Linked DNA regions of Rattus norvegicus: region 2 is linked to region 1. Evidence: chromatin contacts called from public HiChIP or PLAC-seq data. All regions are on one chromosome and are shown on one strand. The core of a region is the stretch at or near the end of the contact, and the rest is flanking DNA. Distances in the headings are between cores, read along the strand shown.

Evidence for each region. HiChIP or PLAC-seq counts read pairs in DNA pulled down with a chosen protein or histone mark.
Region 2: a contact with region 1 is called in an H3K27ac HiChIP or PLAC-seq map of oligodendrocytes, with 4 times the contacts expected there. The contact joins the promoter of Lrif1 here to the promoter of Cept1 in region 1. A contact is called at or near these places in 1 of 12 Hi-C or Micro-C datasets (frontal cortex) and 1 of 1 datasets of contacts at active chromatin or transcription factors (oligodendrocytes).

What each region holds. Positions count from the first base shown.
Region 1 is chr2:196,721,012-196,728,854 of GRCr8, reverse strand. It overlaps Cept1 (choline/ethanolamine phosphotransferase 1), which reads left to right and starts at 5,197. Exons shown (of 9, transcript NM_001007699.1): 1 at 5,197-5,358. It overlaps Dram2 (DNA damage regulated autophagy modulator 2), which reads right to left and starts at 4,803. Exons shown (of 10, transcript NM_001025018.1): 1 at 4,663-4,803; 2 at 2,509-2,570; 3 at 1,107-1,237.
Region 2 is chr2:196,991,441-196,999,283 of GRCr8, reverse strand. It overlaps Lrif1 (ligand dependent nuclear receptor interacting factor 1), which reads right to left and starts at 3,591. Exons shown (of 4, transcript NM_001127485.1): 1 at 3,372-3,591. The coding sequence starts at 3,433.

The DNA of each region.
Region 1 (7,843 bases), core at 3,948-6,447:
CTAGGCTTATTTTGCCCAACTTCTGTACAGCGTTGGCTCTGACCATACAAAGTACACTTTGCACCATGCACACCCACTTATCAATGAACACTGCCTGAAACATCTCATATCAGATTTAAAGCTATTGTGTTAGGAATCAGTTTTTAGTGTTAATTCAATGTTTTCTGTTCTTTAACTATAATGGTTTAATTAAGAATCAAAGTAGTATATCTTGATTGAACTGTTAGAGTATTTGATTAAACACACACACACACAAACACACACCCCTCATTAAATGATTTCAGTTTGGTACTAGGAAAAAACTGTTAGGAAATGAAATAGTCTTAAATTAGCTTCTACCACTTTGTCTCACATATTTATGCAAAGCAGCATAAATAGGATAAAGTATAATCAACCCTGAGAAACATGGAGCAGGATGCCTTATGCCCCAGAGCAATGCTTCTCAACCTTCTTAATGCTGTGGCCCTTTAATACAATTCCTCATGTTGTGGTAAACCCCCAACCATAAAATGATTTTCATTGCTACTTCATAACTATAATTTTGCTATTGTTATGAATCATAATGTAATATTTATGTTTTCCAATGGTCTTAGGTGACTCCTGTGAAAGAGTCCTTTTCACCCCAAAGGGGTTGAGACTCACACTGAGAACCAGTGCCCTAAAGTGTCAAATATTCAATGATTTAAACTTTAATGCATAACTAGAAAAGTACATTTATACATTTACATTTAGCATTCAAATTTGCTATGATCTTTCATAAATGACAAAACTATATGTATGTCAAATAATTGTTTTATCTACATGGTAGAAAGAGAAAACTAACTTCCACAAGCCGTTCTCTGACCTCCACATGTGTACCATGATACATTTGAACAGGAACCTGCATGTGCATTCATATACACACAGACACACACACACACACACACACACACACATGCACACACATATGTACACACACAGAGAGAGAAGAGAGAGAGAGAGAGATTGAGAGAGAGAGAGAGAGAGAGAGAGAGAGAGAGAGAGAGAGAGAGAAATGACTGACTTTAGGATGAATTATTTCAAGAAGCTGTATCTGTTTTTGCCGAGCACTTTAACACATTACTGACCTGGGTGAACTTCAGGTTAATTCCTTGGCTTCTAGTTTCTCAGAGCATGTAGACTGTGAGTCTGAACTTTGAATTAGTGATGGAAGACTTTAAATAGAGTCCAGTTCTTGATGGTATCTTTATTTTACCACCTGGATATATGGAGAAAATAGACATATTTAATGGATCTTGCTTTGCTGAGAGGGAGAGAATTTTCTGGCTCTCCATTCATAGACTGTGCTTAGTCTTGAGATCCTGGCATCATGAGAAAAGGTAGCTCAGAGGAAAGGAGGTACGTAATTAAGAGAAAATGTTTGCTTTTTAGCTTATGAAAATAGTACTTACTGAAAATGTGATACTTTTTGCCTAATCCATAAAAACACTGTCTCGAACCAGGAGATGGAGATATCCCTGTTCTAGTAGGAGGCAGAATTCTATTTCTGGTCCTTCACTGTTCCTTTTTGTTATAAGCCAAATGCTTCCAAAGAACAGCTAGGTTACTCCTCTTGCTTTAGTTCCTTGTCTGACTTTCCAGCCTTGAGGATTTCCCTCTCTTTGTTTTGGGAGGATATGGAAGGTTGAGATATGTTTTTACCATCTAGGCTGGCTTAGAATACACTACTGTCTAAGGTATCTAAAACTTAAAATCATCCTGTCTTACCTCCAAGTTCTTGGATTATGGCATGGGCCACCATGCCTGGCTGAAGAACTCCCCTTTCTTTCACAGAAAAATGTGTTTGGCATTTAAAAAGCTAATATGACCTATTCAGCATTTAGGTATTTGGGTAAAATGTATGCTTGGAATATTTTGCTCATCCCACTACTAGTAGGAGAGCCTCCTCCCCATTTTACTGTTAATTACTTTTAAATCCTTAATATCCAAAACATAGCAGAGGGCTGGAAGGATAGTTCAGTGCAACCCAGAGCCTATGTAAATAAAAGCCAGATGTCTAGGGGCTAGCAACTAGACAAAGTACAGTCATTTTCCTATCATAGAAAAGTTCCAGCAGACCTGCTAGACAGTTATTATAGAAGTTACAGAGACATCGAGGAAAGACCCTAATACACTGGTGATATATAATCAATAGTAGCCTTTAATATTGTCCAGTATTTTTAGATTACATTTATTTATATGTTTTATATGTATAGTGGGTGGGGAGATCAAGTGGAGGTTGGGGGTGTAAACCCAGGAATCAGTTTCCACTATGTGTGTCCCAAGGATTGAACTCAGGTCACCAGAGTTGCCAGTAAATATCGTACATGCTGAACTATCTCAAAACGCCAGCTTCATTTGTTAAACCATCTAAAAGAATAGTTGTTTCAGTGAGGTTTATTGAAATACTAAATGAGATAGTAGATGTGAAGTTCTTTCATAAGTGGTCAGTAAGTCTGGGCTCCTTTTCACAACGCGAAAGAAAACTACCTGTGTTCTGAGTCCCAAAATGTCAATCTTCAGAACTGTCCAAACCGGTTCCCTTTTAAATCCTGAAACCGATTCACAAAGAAAATATATTATCATTTCAATCTCAAGATTTTAAGCAGCACACAAATATTAGCCACTATCTGTGGCCTGAATGCAGCATTGTGAGCAAAATGTTTCCTTTAAGGACCTGATGCTTGAGATCTTTTATAATAGTGACCTACCAGCTATAATTTTTAGAAAGTTTTAATTGTAGGAAGTTAATTTTCTTATTGTTTGGCACAGCAGATACATTTCTCTAACACCTGAACTTTTTCTTTTCTTTATTAACTTGAGTATTTCTTATTTACATTTCGATTGTTATTCCCTTTCCCGGTTTTCAGGTCAACATTCCCCTAACCCCTCCACCTCCCCTTCTCTATGGGTGTTCCCCTCCCCATCCTCCCCCCAACATTCACGTTCACTGGGGGTTCAGTCTTAGCAGGACCAAGGGCTTCCCCTTCCACTGGTGCTCTTACTAGGATATTCATTGCTACCTATGAGGTTGGAGCCTAGGGTCAGTCCATGTATAGTCTTTGGGTAGTGGCTTAGTCCCTGGAAGCTCTGGTTGGTTGGCATTGTTGTTCATATGGGGTCTTGAGCCCCTTCAAGCTCTTCCAGTCCTTTCTCTGATTCCTTCAACGGGGGTCCCGTTCTCAGTTCAGTGGTTTGCTGCTGGCATTAGCCTATGTATTTGCTGTATTCTGGCTGCTAACACCTGAATCTTTTCTTTTAATTCCATAATTATCCCTTTCTAATTATTGGGTTTCAGGCAAATTTCTGAGATACAGTATTCTCTTTGTAATAAATATAAAATATTATAACGATTCTTAAATTCCAGTCATAACTACCCATATACAGCTGTTTATGAATTTTTTTGAGATATGATATAGTTGTATATATTTAGGCTTTGAAGATTCTTACTGTTTAACCTTGCTTAGATGCAAGGCAGGGCTTAAAATAGTCTTCCAGAGCCAACTGAGAAACTAAGCAGACAGGAAGATATGGAAGACTGTCAACTGTCCAGCACCTTCCTCTCCAAAGACTAAAGTATGAGAGCAATTTCTGACCAAGCAGGTTATAAGTGTAATGGTTAACCATTTTATGGGTCAAAACATTCAAGAACCCTTTTAAAAAATGTTTGCATAGCAAATAAGAGGCCTTAAATTCAATTTCCAGAACCAAAAAGGGAAAGCTTTAAAATTACTTTTAAAAAAATATAAGAAAACTTTACACAACACTAAGAGTGTTTAACAAATCGTTTTTCATCTTTCACCCATCTTCTCTGCTTACTTTGAAGTTCTATGAGTCAGAAATCCAGTTACATTTCTTTTCACAAGCATTTAAAGGGCACAGGTAATAAAATTAACTTTTTAATGTTGTTTCTTCTGAGTAATAACAACCAAAGCATAATAAAAATGTAAACTCTGGATGTTCCAAGTGAACGAACAGGTGGCCCCAGGCTTTTCTCAGAGGCACACTGAAGCATCAGGCAGGCTACAGACAAAGCATAACAATGACTATTTTCCCAAATCCTGATATGGCCTCTGACAAATGTAACGTTTTCCAATGGCTAATCTCATAGCATCTAGTTACACAGCCGAGAAATTAAAATTTAATACCGCAGCACAAATTTGTTGCATTTGGGTACTTCTTTATAAATTAAAACTGAGAAAGCTGGAGAACTTACTCCTGTCTCAGTGCTTTTCAAAGGAATGCTGCTGTTAGGATTTCCTTTCAACTAGGGACCACTCCCTTAAACACAATCAAGGGGTGTAGACTGAGCTCTGTGTAAACACAAGGTCACCACTGATCTCAGTGCTGAACTTCCCCAGCCCCCAACAAGTAGAAATAAGGGCACAGGGATGACCAAGTGTATTAGGGCAAAGGTTTCCTTAGCTGATTCAACAAAAGCAACCTCCTGCACACACTCCCTAAATCTTGTAGTACAAGAGCTTCACTGTGCCTGGCACCAGCTAAATATAAGAGACACCAAGCTTGGCACGAAGCACCGCTTGGGACAAGCTGGTGGTAGAGGTATCAAAGAGAGAAAAAGTTAGACGCGGAGACGTCAGTCTAGTTGTCAACTCCGGTGATCGGTGGGTTCCCGGAGCTTACCGGCGACTCAGATCCTGTGCATCAAGAAGCTCACGAAGCCAGGTGAGGCTGCCGCGGTTCGCGTGGTTCGCGCGCCGGTGGGACTAAGGGGACTCGCGTTGCGCCTTCGCTCTAAGCTTGTGAACCACCCTTCGATACAGCACCCAACGAGACAACACGCTGGGCACCAGGCCAGCTATTTCCTCCCTCCCACTCACCTTCTTTCCGGTCCGGGACCGGCCAGCTCCAGCCTCAAAGTGCAGAAGAGGCCCACAGTAGAAGTCTGGGCGGAGCCCCGGGGCGCGCTCCCGAGTAGCTCGGAGGCGCGCCGCAGCCTTTTCTGAGTCCCCCTCTTTACGGCAATCGTGAAAGTGTCGTGAACGTGCTGCCGCCTATCAGTCACTCAGTCGCCTGGAGTCGGAGTTGCTATTTCTAGGCTTGTGCTTGTTGGGTTCGGGGTAAGGCTGCGGGGGCCCGGCCTAGGGAATGGGCGGGGATGTCGCGGACGTGGCGGGGCGCTTTTCTCCCGGGAGGAGCGGAGCGAGGGCAGGAGGCTCTGGGCTGGACATAACTGGGTAGCTGCGGACTGACTAGCTGAAGGGGAACGCCGTCCTTGCTGGCGCTGGTTGGCCTCGCGCGCGGTGTTGTGGGGACGACGAGGGGCAACGCTGGCTGTCCCGAAGGCTCTGGAGTCGGAGGTGGAGGGGCGCCTGCGTGGTATGCGAGACGTGGTCGTGGGAGGGAGCACCCCAGGCTAACCCCCGGTGAGCCGAGGGCTGGGGCGCTGGCTTCGCGGAACCGACCTTGCCTGGCGGGTCCACACCCTCCTGGCCCGGTGTTGCCAAGTCCACGAACCATGCAGCATCCTGTGCGGTCTTTGCTGTCCTTTTGGGAGGCGGTAGTGATGTTTCCTGGCTTGGGCCACGATTCTTGTTGGGCAACTTTTCTAGAAATTTCAGCCCATATTGACAGGCTCAGAGATTGCCAGCTAGAGTTTTATTTCAGCCGCGTTCTTAGAAGGAGATCGCTGGGGTTTGCCTGTGTTCCCAGGAATGCTTGGCTGAACCTCAAGCTTTACATTTTACCGAGTTTGAGTTTTCCAGCTCGGTGCTTGGCATTTTGATACCAGTTTTTGCGGTGTTGTATCATTGCCGTTGAATATATGGCTTTGCTAAAACTCTTTAACTCACCAGGCAACCTCTATTACAGCAATACTCAAATCCCTTGTCAGTTTTCAACAAGTATAATTTGTAAGTTGTTAGAATATCTCCTTTCTACTCCAGAACTGTCAGGGATGTGTTGAGATATGTGTGTGCTGAATTGACTGGCTCAAACGCAAGGATACTGTATAAGACATTTGGAACATTACCAATTTAAAACTATTGGCATTGGATAAGATTTGAAGCTTTAAAAGCAGTTTGCCACATATTTATTCTATGCTGAGAGTAACTGAAGTCCCAGTACAGCTCGCCATTACAACGCAACCCTTGTAAGAAACGAATTAAGTAAATCTGACTGTCACATTACCAATTACACTTTACCGCATAGCACTTTCTTTTCTAAGCTACATGTTTTGATTTTGTTGTTGTTTGTTTGTGGTTTTTGTTGTTGGTTGGTTGGGTTGTTTTTTTCTTTTTCTTTTTTTCTAAACAGAGTTTCTTTATGTGTCCTGAGCTGTTCTGGTACTTGCTGTGTAGACCAGAACTCTGTCAACTCCGGGATCCACCTGCCTCTCTCTACCTCCTGAGTGCTGCGGTCAAAGGTGTGCACCACGACCTGGCCATATTTTGCTCTTTAAACTGCCTAGAAATGCTGGTGGTGTTCATTTTGAGGGCCATGCAGCACTGTTTTTAAAAAGAACATAAAAATGAATATGGCTCCAGGCTTTTGGTCCCCCCTCCAAAGTTATTTCCTCCTTTAAGGAACCCACAATTTCACACAGAAAACACCAGATCTAAGCTGTGTTACTCAGTGCAGTCTGCTTCTGAGTACAGAAAAAAACTCCACCTCCCCGCCCCCCGACGAACATATTTTAGGTATCATTTGTTAAATAATGCTGAACTTAATCCTGTGATCCTATTAATTGCCTTTCTTTTCTTGCTCCTGTTTTTCTTTCTCTTTTCCTCTATGGTCTCTTCCCTAATAATCTCCGCCATCAGTACTCTACTGTAGTAGTGGCAGAGGTCAGAAAGCTGTGTACAACTGGGGCCCACCGAAAAGCTTGCGAACATACTGCTGAATCAGTGCTGATAAAAACCTGGCACCCTTGTACATGGGTGGGGGCCGTGGGGGTGGGGCAGAAGGGAAGTTCTAGAACTTCACACAAGTTGGATATTGTGTAAGTTTATGGTCTGCTCAGCAGTTGAGTTTTCTGTTTCTGTTTTAAATGTGATATTTGTCAGATGCTCCCATCTCCCTCATACCCACCCCCACCCACCATCCGTGACAGAAATAAGGTGGGTCAGACACTGTTAACCTGTGTTCTTCATGGGAGACTTGAAAACTTAGAAATTGATGGATTTTAGTAAATGTATCCATTAACTATTGTTTCTTTGTCAAACATATATATCCATGCCTAATAGGAAAATGCTTTTGTCAGATAATGGCCCCTTTATGCCTCCAAAAAGTTTATTGGGTGGTACATACTATAACTTAGTTGAGGACAAGACCCACTCACCCGGACTCACACACCTGTTTGCATTTTTTAAGAGTGTAAAATGGGATCTCTTTCTAGGTCTAGAATAACCAAGTGCTCTTTTACATGTCACTGATGGTATGGGATTATTGTGGGGGAAAGAATGTTAACAGGAATGGGCCCATGGTCTTGGAACTTAAAGAACCCTGTTAGGGGTAAAGACAAAATCAAGTCCTACAAACAGAAAACCTTCAAAGTAAGATAAGGGCCACAGAAAAGTAGAGCACTAGAGTCAGGTTGTAGCAGGAGGGAGGGTGTTTACCGAGTACAAGTGGAAAGGTTACCACACTGGTCAATAGTGTAAACTGAATTTCCACAGGCAGCCAGTTTTTTTTTTTTTCAGTTTAAAATTGCTTTCATAATTATGAAAGCCTGTTCTCAGTTAACAGGCTGTACTCTAAGATTGTAGGCTTTGTACAAGCTCATTGGTAAATTTCCATTCAATCTAAGTAAAATCCCAGTGCTTAACCACAGCCTGTGAACCTCTGCATTCAGTGATGCTTCACA
Region 2 (7,843 bases), core at 2,342-4,841, 270 kb before region 1:
AACTAAATTTTAAGTCTTAAAAAGAGAAAGAGGAAATACATTATAAAGATCTCAGGCTTTTAATTCTGGATCTTACACATACTGGCTAACAAATTTTGGAAAACCTACTTAACCACAGTGGCATATATGTATACTTCCAAGTACTGAGAAACTCAAGTAGGAGTGGGAGATCACTAGTGGAGCCTGATCAATGCAGTCACAGCCCATCTCAAAATTAAAAGTCCTGCTAAATGTGCTAACAAAATTAGATAATTTCTGAGGTTCCTTGTTTTGTTTTTTACTATTCTATATGGATATTCATCACTCATGTATTAGAAATGAAATAATGAACATGTTGGAGGCTAATGAAATTTTATAGGTTTGAAAAGAATGTATTTTCATCTTCTAGGAGACCAGACTTTGCCTTCTTACTGTTTATAAAAATACATAAGAAGTTATATGTTATAATACATATAATAAATTCTATATATTATTTATATAATAATATCACTATTAATTCTAATTCTATAAGCCAAACAAGATAGACCTCCACTGTCATTAACATTTTAGCTGAAAAAAAATACAAGGGTTTAAGATAGTTTTAATGACTTATACAGAATTTACATGCTTTGCTTAAGGAGTCTTACTCATACTTTATACACAAAGCAAAGTTCAACAATTCACTTTCATAAGCAGTAGATAAGTGACAGAGTCCAGTTAACTTATATGGTGTCAATGTCTCTCCTAATCTACTCTGAAGTTGTAAAGATAAAATTTCACAACCAAAGACTTCAACTAGCAGTGAAACATTTTCTTCCCACCCGAACGAAGCCACATGCTGAGAGCAATAATTTTAACTGGACATTTGGGTTTGTCTCATTTAATTCACAAATATTGACAAGAAAACTGGCATAACATCTTCCCAACAAATGGTAATTTCCCAATCAGGCATGCATAGTTTTCATCCCATTGCTATTAAATCTAATCCCTATTCTCTGCTATCTTGTACAGCCCCTCAGACTTCTCAAGTTATCTGAAATACAATCCTCATTCTAAATCAGCACTGTCATTAGTTATTCAAACTATACACATAATCTTGTCAATTCTATTCAAAAATTTTCTGAGCAATCAATCTCCAATAGATGAAATGGTTAGTGGACTGAAGCAACCTTAATATAGCTATTATGCTGCCTGTGGTACACACTGAATAAATAAGAATTCAATGCAAATCTTAATACATTAAATGAACAACACTACAAATATACAGATATTTGCACTGCTCTTATAAAACGGAGTTTCCTATTTTTATGCCTGATTAAACCATATAAATTAAATAATAAACGTTCTTTATCACAATACTGATTTTTCTTTAAAAGAATTCAAGGAGGGGGGGAGGGGAGAAAAAATTGAAAAAAAGAAAAGAATTCAAGGAAAGCTGAAATATTTACAGAAAAGAAGTCCTATCATTTTTAGAAAGAAAATAAATGAGTGATTAAAATAGAAAACAAAAAAACTTCCAATAAAACAAAACAGTGATATTAAATAAATTATTTACATAATTACATTTCAACAGTAGGCATGGTGTTATTAAAACAAAGAATAATCAAACATGTAAGCAGTAATCAAAGTGTCAAATATCCTAGGAAACTATCTTGTGTTAAATGCTCCAAATTTGTTATGATAATACCAGAAAATTTAAAAAATAAAAGCATGAAAGTATAACAAGTCACCAAACATAAACTAATGAATCAATAACGTTCAAATTACTTATGAAAGTACCCAAAACATAGCTCAATTTAAAATATTTTTCAAAGTTCTAAATTAGTCAAAATTGTTAGAAAGTGTTTAAAAGAGAACCCAAGGGCACAATAAAAAACCTCAATGTATCACTTAAAGTGATACATTAGTTACTTCTAGGGTTGGAATAGAATACGATCTGTAAGTTATGTCATCTATAATATATCATAAATATACAAAATTATTTACTACAAAGCATTTCTTCTACTTCCGCTTCTCTGGATAGGATTCAATCTATCTTTAAATCTTCACAAAATACATACTACCAAAGAGCTGTCTCCCTATTTACCGTTAATGATGTTTGCTTTTCTTTCTTTTTTTTTTTTTTTTTTTTTCTTTTTGGTACTCGCACAGCAGCAACTTCCTGTACATCCAGCTACTTGGAAGGCTGATGCAGGTGATCATTTGTTTTTGTTAGACTAGGGTTTTAAGGGAAAATGTATTTTTAAAAAAAATCATTTTTTTTCACTGCAATTATGGTTTGTATATATTTGTAACTAAAATAAACTTACCTGGGCTAAAATCAGTACACAAATTCGCGTTCTTAAACTTGGAGCAAATATTTAAATAATCCTTTCTTAAACTATTTCTTTTCCTGGTTGTTATTAAAATAGTCCCAGGAACCGTTATTTTTTATCAAAAAATGAAGCATTAGTCTCATGTATAGTAACAAAGTTGCAATAAACACCAGGTAGATTTTCTTGTTTCAACCATAATTCCCTTTCATTAGTTTTGCTTAGTTTTCATATCTTTGCTTCTGAACAAATATACTCATTAACTTTGGGAAGCATAAATTAAAACATTGTTCCTTAATGAATATTTTGTGGTTCTTGCTTTTATTTCATCTGGATTAACACAAAATTAAAAGAAAAATGTTACTGGTGAAACATTTTCTAACCAAAGAAGACTGTCACAGCCCTTCATAAGCCTAATACTAGGTAAACTGAGGCTGGATTGTGGACAGCCTTGGCTATATATGAGTTTCCTACCCAGCCAGAGCCATACAGTGTTTCAACTGTTTCTTCGTAGAGACAACCAAGGAGAAGCACTCCCTTTAGACACATTTCAAATGGGCTACCTAGAAAAACTGACTTCACATTTCAAGTTTTTACTTTTCTCTGCCTTATTTGAAAATTTCAAATACTAAAGTCCCTTGTTCTAGAACACATTTTCCAAGTACATTAAAATGCGACTATTTTCAGGTGAAGGGCCAGCGCCCCGGGACTGCACCTGCATTACAATCCACCATAGGTTTTATGGGCGTGTTTGAGATCTTGGAGCATCGCCATGTTGGTTTTTTCCGTGGGTGTCTACTTGGTCCACCTATGAAATTCGAGCGGAAGGCGTCGGGCACGCCTGAATCCAGAAGAAGCGAACTGCGTCGTAACCGAGGATTGTTTTACATTTGGGGAGGGCAGAGAGCCAGGGGCTTTGGAGCGCGCGGGGTTGGGTGGGATTTGTGCTGTGAGGCTGCTGAGATCCGACGGCCCGGCCGCAAGGTCCTGCTGCGCGGCTGGACAACAGCTGACTCGGCCTTGACAACCTAAGTCACAGGGCGTGGGCGGGCGCGTGAAGGGCTGGGAACTGGTACTTACCAGTGCGAGCCTGACTTTTCTTCTGCGGTTTTCAGAAAGACGGTCTGGAGTCTATTAGACATTTTAGATGGGTGGGAGGGGACAGGGTAGTGAGTAGCGTGGGGACAGGGTCCCCAAGTAGGCGCGAATCAGAGCGCGAGTGTGGAGCCGCAGGCACTGACGGGAGCGAACACAAGTGTATGGCCGAAGATAGACAAGAGGGTGGCTCCCCCGGCTTCCGTGGGAAGTGGCTGTAGAAGCCGGAAGACGCAAGACCGCGACCATACCCTCCCACCTCAGGAAAGCTCACTGTTTTCCGGCCAAGTCTCTGGCTACGTGACCGATCACAGCCAGTCAGAGCGGACGTGGGGGCGTGGCATCGATGGACCCGCCCTGAACAGGGCCTGGTCAGAGACCGCGCCCACTAAAATGAGCCCCTAGAGCCAGCAAGCCTATGCACTTAGGTACTGCGTCACAAACCGGGACCGAGGCGAATGGATCGCTGTGGCCCCGCCCTTATGACGTAGTCCAATTGACAACGAAGGTTGATGTGTCTTCTTCCGGATCAAAGGAGGAATCAAAAGAGAAACTTCTTTCACTGCCTACACGAAATGAAATATTTCCGGTGTCAGGCTTTAATTGTCTGCACTTGTAGAAATGCTTTTGCAAGCCAATGTAATAATGTCTTCCTTAGCAGTTTGATTCAGTAGACATGGGCAGGCATTTAGTAGTTGCCATAAATTGTTGAGAACCTTTATATCCATTTCCTGGCTAGAACTCTTAGTCTTTTGCTTTTTAGTTCCTTTAGTTTTGCCTCTACCTTAACGATTAACCATTTTCTCCATTCCCACACTCATACCTCAGTTAAATTGTATCTTATTGTCATGTATTCAATTTCTTGAGTCTCTGAGCATTAAATCCCCTGTATAAACGTTTTGAAACTCTTTTTTAAATTTCCAGAGACCAGCTCTGAATTCTCTAGATTCCTGCAGTTATTCCAAAGTGACTATTTGAGAATTGGGATCATACTGTTTAATGGGTAGAAGGAATTGTAGTTTAATTAGGTGTGGAATATTATGAAATATTCTTGTATGCTCCACTGTTTAAATCCAGGCCACTGATAAGGTAGACAATTTGAAGGTTTACATGGTTATTTAAAAATGGAATTACTTACCAGTCTTAGTGACACACAAATGTAATCTTAGCACTTGGAAAATACAAGCAGGAGGATGGGAACTTTAAGGTCACCTTTGGTTACACAACAAGTAGTACTACATGAAACTTGTCTCACAATAAAGGAATTAGAAAAGGTTTCCTCATTCCCCTAACTGCTGAACAGAAAAGATTTTTTAAGAACTTCGGGTCTTGATATGTTAAGAGAAAGTGACATGTTCCTATTTCTGAATTTATTTTTCAATAAAGTACCCTTTCACCCCGACCCTCCCATACTAAAGGCATCAGGGAAGATAGGCAGACCTTAATGCTTTCAAGCTTCCTGGCATCTTTTGTCTATGAAACCAAAGTTACTAGGAAAAAAAAAAACTAAACAAAACTAAACTAGAGAAAAACAAATGCCTTTTGCCACATGTTGTGATGGGTGCCTTTTATTTCAGAACTCAGGAAGAGATAGGTGGGTCTCTGAATAAGAGGCCAGCCTAGTCTCCATAGTGAGTTCTAGGTTAGCCAGGGTTATACAATGAGACCCTGTTTAAGTGTGTGTGTGTGTGTGTGTGTGTGTGTGTGTGTGTGTGTGTAAATTGTGTGTGTGTGTGTGTGTGTGTGTGTGTGTGTTTTGGGGGGCAGTTGGTTTGCTATCTTATCAATTGCCATTCATTGATTATATTTTCCAGTCTGGCTTTTCTTAATCATCAGGACTAAGGCTTCAAGACTAATTGTCAAAGGTCGTGGTACTCAGATGTTGGGAAAGGGCAGGGAGAATATTTGGTAGATAGAGAAGTTAGCCTGAGATACTACATTTCAACAAAAATTTTCTCTGCCTCAGTCCAATTCTGCAATAGCCTTCAAAGTTTTTCCTGTAAGGAAAGAAAACATGATGGTTCATGCTTAATGATAATCAGCCACTGCATCCATGCTGTGACCAAAAGAAAAATTTCATCCCCATGTTGAAGAAAGAATTCTGTAGTCAAGGCAATTATGGAAAGAGGTTGATATCTGAGGCATGTCTACTGGCAAGAGTCCAAGTGCTATAATAATAAGACCATGGCCACATCAGAAGAAAATTCTGGGCATTGGATCACAGCATCCTACATGCTCATTAAACAACTGATGCAGTTGTCTATTACAATTAATGCAGTTTAGCTCACACTTAAAGTCTTTAGTCAGCAACACCACTATTCTCTCACTCTTGAAGAAACAGCAATATACTTTACTGTGTATTTCTTCCTCATTTTTGATCTACTTGGTATGCTATAAGGGTCCATTTCTGTTGATTAAACAAATGAGTTCTCATTCCTTGTTCCTCTTATTTTCTCAAACTGTTTCTCTCCAGCTGATTATATCCTTGCCTATGATTTTAATTAGTACTTCTTACCTATTATTACTCTACAAAATGCAGACATAATAACATATTGTAGGTGCTGATATGTGCTTTATAAACAGACACTCTCATTTGCTGTAAAAAACTAGCAAAATCATTATACAGAAATTCAAAAAACTAGCCATATAAAGGGCAAATTACTCTCTAGAAGTCACAGAGTTGGTGATTGGTGAGGCTAGCTTCTAAATTTAGGTTGTCTAAAAATTCTATATATCTCACTCCTAATTCACAGATAAATATTCAGTAATTCTTATCAGATTTGTATGCATCTGGGTTTTAATGTGCATTGTTGAGATCAACTGAGTGTTTTAAAAAATCATCTTCAAATGAAATATGTTCAAAAACAGCCAGAAGCCAGAAACAATCCAGATGCCTGCCAACTGAAGAATGGATACAAAAAATGTGGTTTACACAATGGAATACTATTCAGCTATTAAAATCAAGGACACCATGAATTTTTCAGGCAAATGGATATAAGTAGAAAATATTATCCTGAGTGAGGTAACTCAGGCCATAAATGACATATATTAGGTATGTACTCAGTGATAAGGGGAGAGTAGCTAAAAATACAAAATACCTAGGATACAACTTACAGACCAAAATGTAACAAGCAGAAATGCCTAAGTGAGGAGGCTTCAACCCCACTTAGAAGGGGAAGGATATGGGTGGGAGATAGGAGGGAGAAAGGCGAACAGGATCAGATAAGGGGTGAGAGGACAGGAGAGAAGCCCAGAGAGCCAAGAGAATAAATGGAAATAAGCAGACTCAGGGAGTGGGAGGTGGAGGACCCTCTAGAGAGTACCAGTACCAGAGACTCAGGAGGTAAAACACTCTTAGGACTCATTGAGGGTTACCTCAGCCAAAATGCCCAGCATTGGGGAAAGGAAACTCAGAGTCTACTTCAAGTAGATAGACAAGGTCTCAAGTGGAGGGACAGGGTTACTAAGAAACTCAGTCAAAATTCCTGATCCAGAATCATTCCTGTCTAAAAGAACTGCAGTAACAAAAATGTAGAAGAGACTGAAGTAAAAGAGGTCCAATGACTGACCTAACTTGGAATCCATCTCATTAAGAGGAAGGTGTGTGGGGAAAACCAAGGCCTGACACTTACTATGTTATGATGTGCTTACAGATAGAAACCTAGCATGGTTGTCCTCAGAGAAGCCCTACCAGCAACTGACTGAGACACAAGCAGATATTTATATGCAACCATTGGACTGAAGTCAGAGACTCATACGGTTGAAATAAGAAAAGGACTGAAGAAGTGGAAAGGGAGAATGACCACATGGGAAGACCAGTAGTCTCAACTAACCCAGACACAAGGGAGCTCCCAGAGACTGAGCGACCAACCAGAGCATACATGGGCTGATCCGAGGCCCCTGGCACATATGTAGCAGAGGTCTACCTGGTCTGGCCTTAGCTGGAGAAGTGGTACTTAATCCTGAAAAGCTCTGAGGAGCTAAGGAAGGAGGAGGCCTGGTGGGTGAGGGAAGAACACCCTGTAGGAGGCAAGGGGAAGGAGGAATGGGATGAAAATCTGTGGGAGGGGGAACTGAGGATAGCAATGACTGGTCTGTAAATAAAATAAATTGAATTAAAAAAGAAAATAAAAAGAAAAGAAATTAAACATTTTTACTTAATTTTCCATTTTTGTGTCATCTAAGATAGCAGAAATCATTGAAAAACAGTGAAATAAGACAGAATGATGGATTATATTTGAATATAGCATACATACTTTTGTATCCAAGAATCATACCTTAACATCGAGGATAGATGGAAAAGGATATTCTAAGCAAAGAGACCCAAGAAGCAAGCTGATGTAACCATTTAATACTTTACCCAATAGACTTTAAACCAAAACTAATCAGAAGACATAGGGAAAGAGACTACATATTCATGAAAGAAAAAATCCACCAAGAAGATATTGCAATTCTGA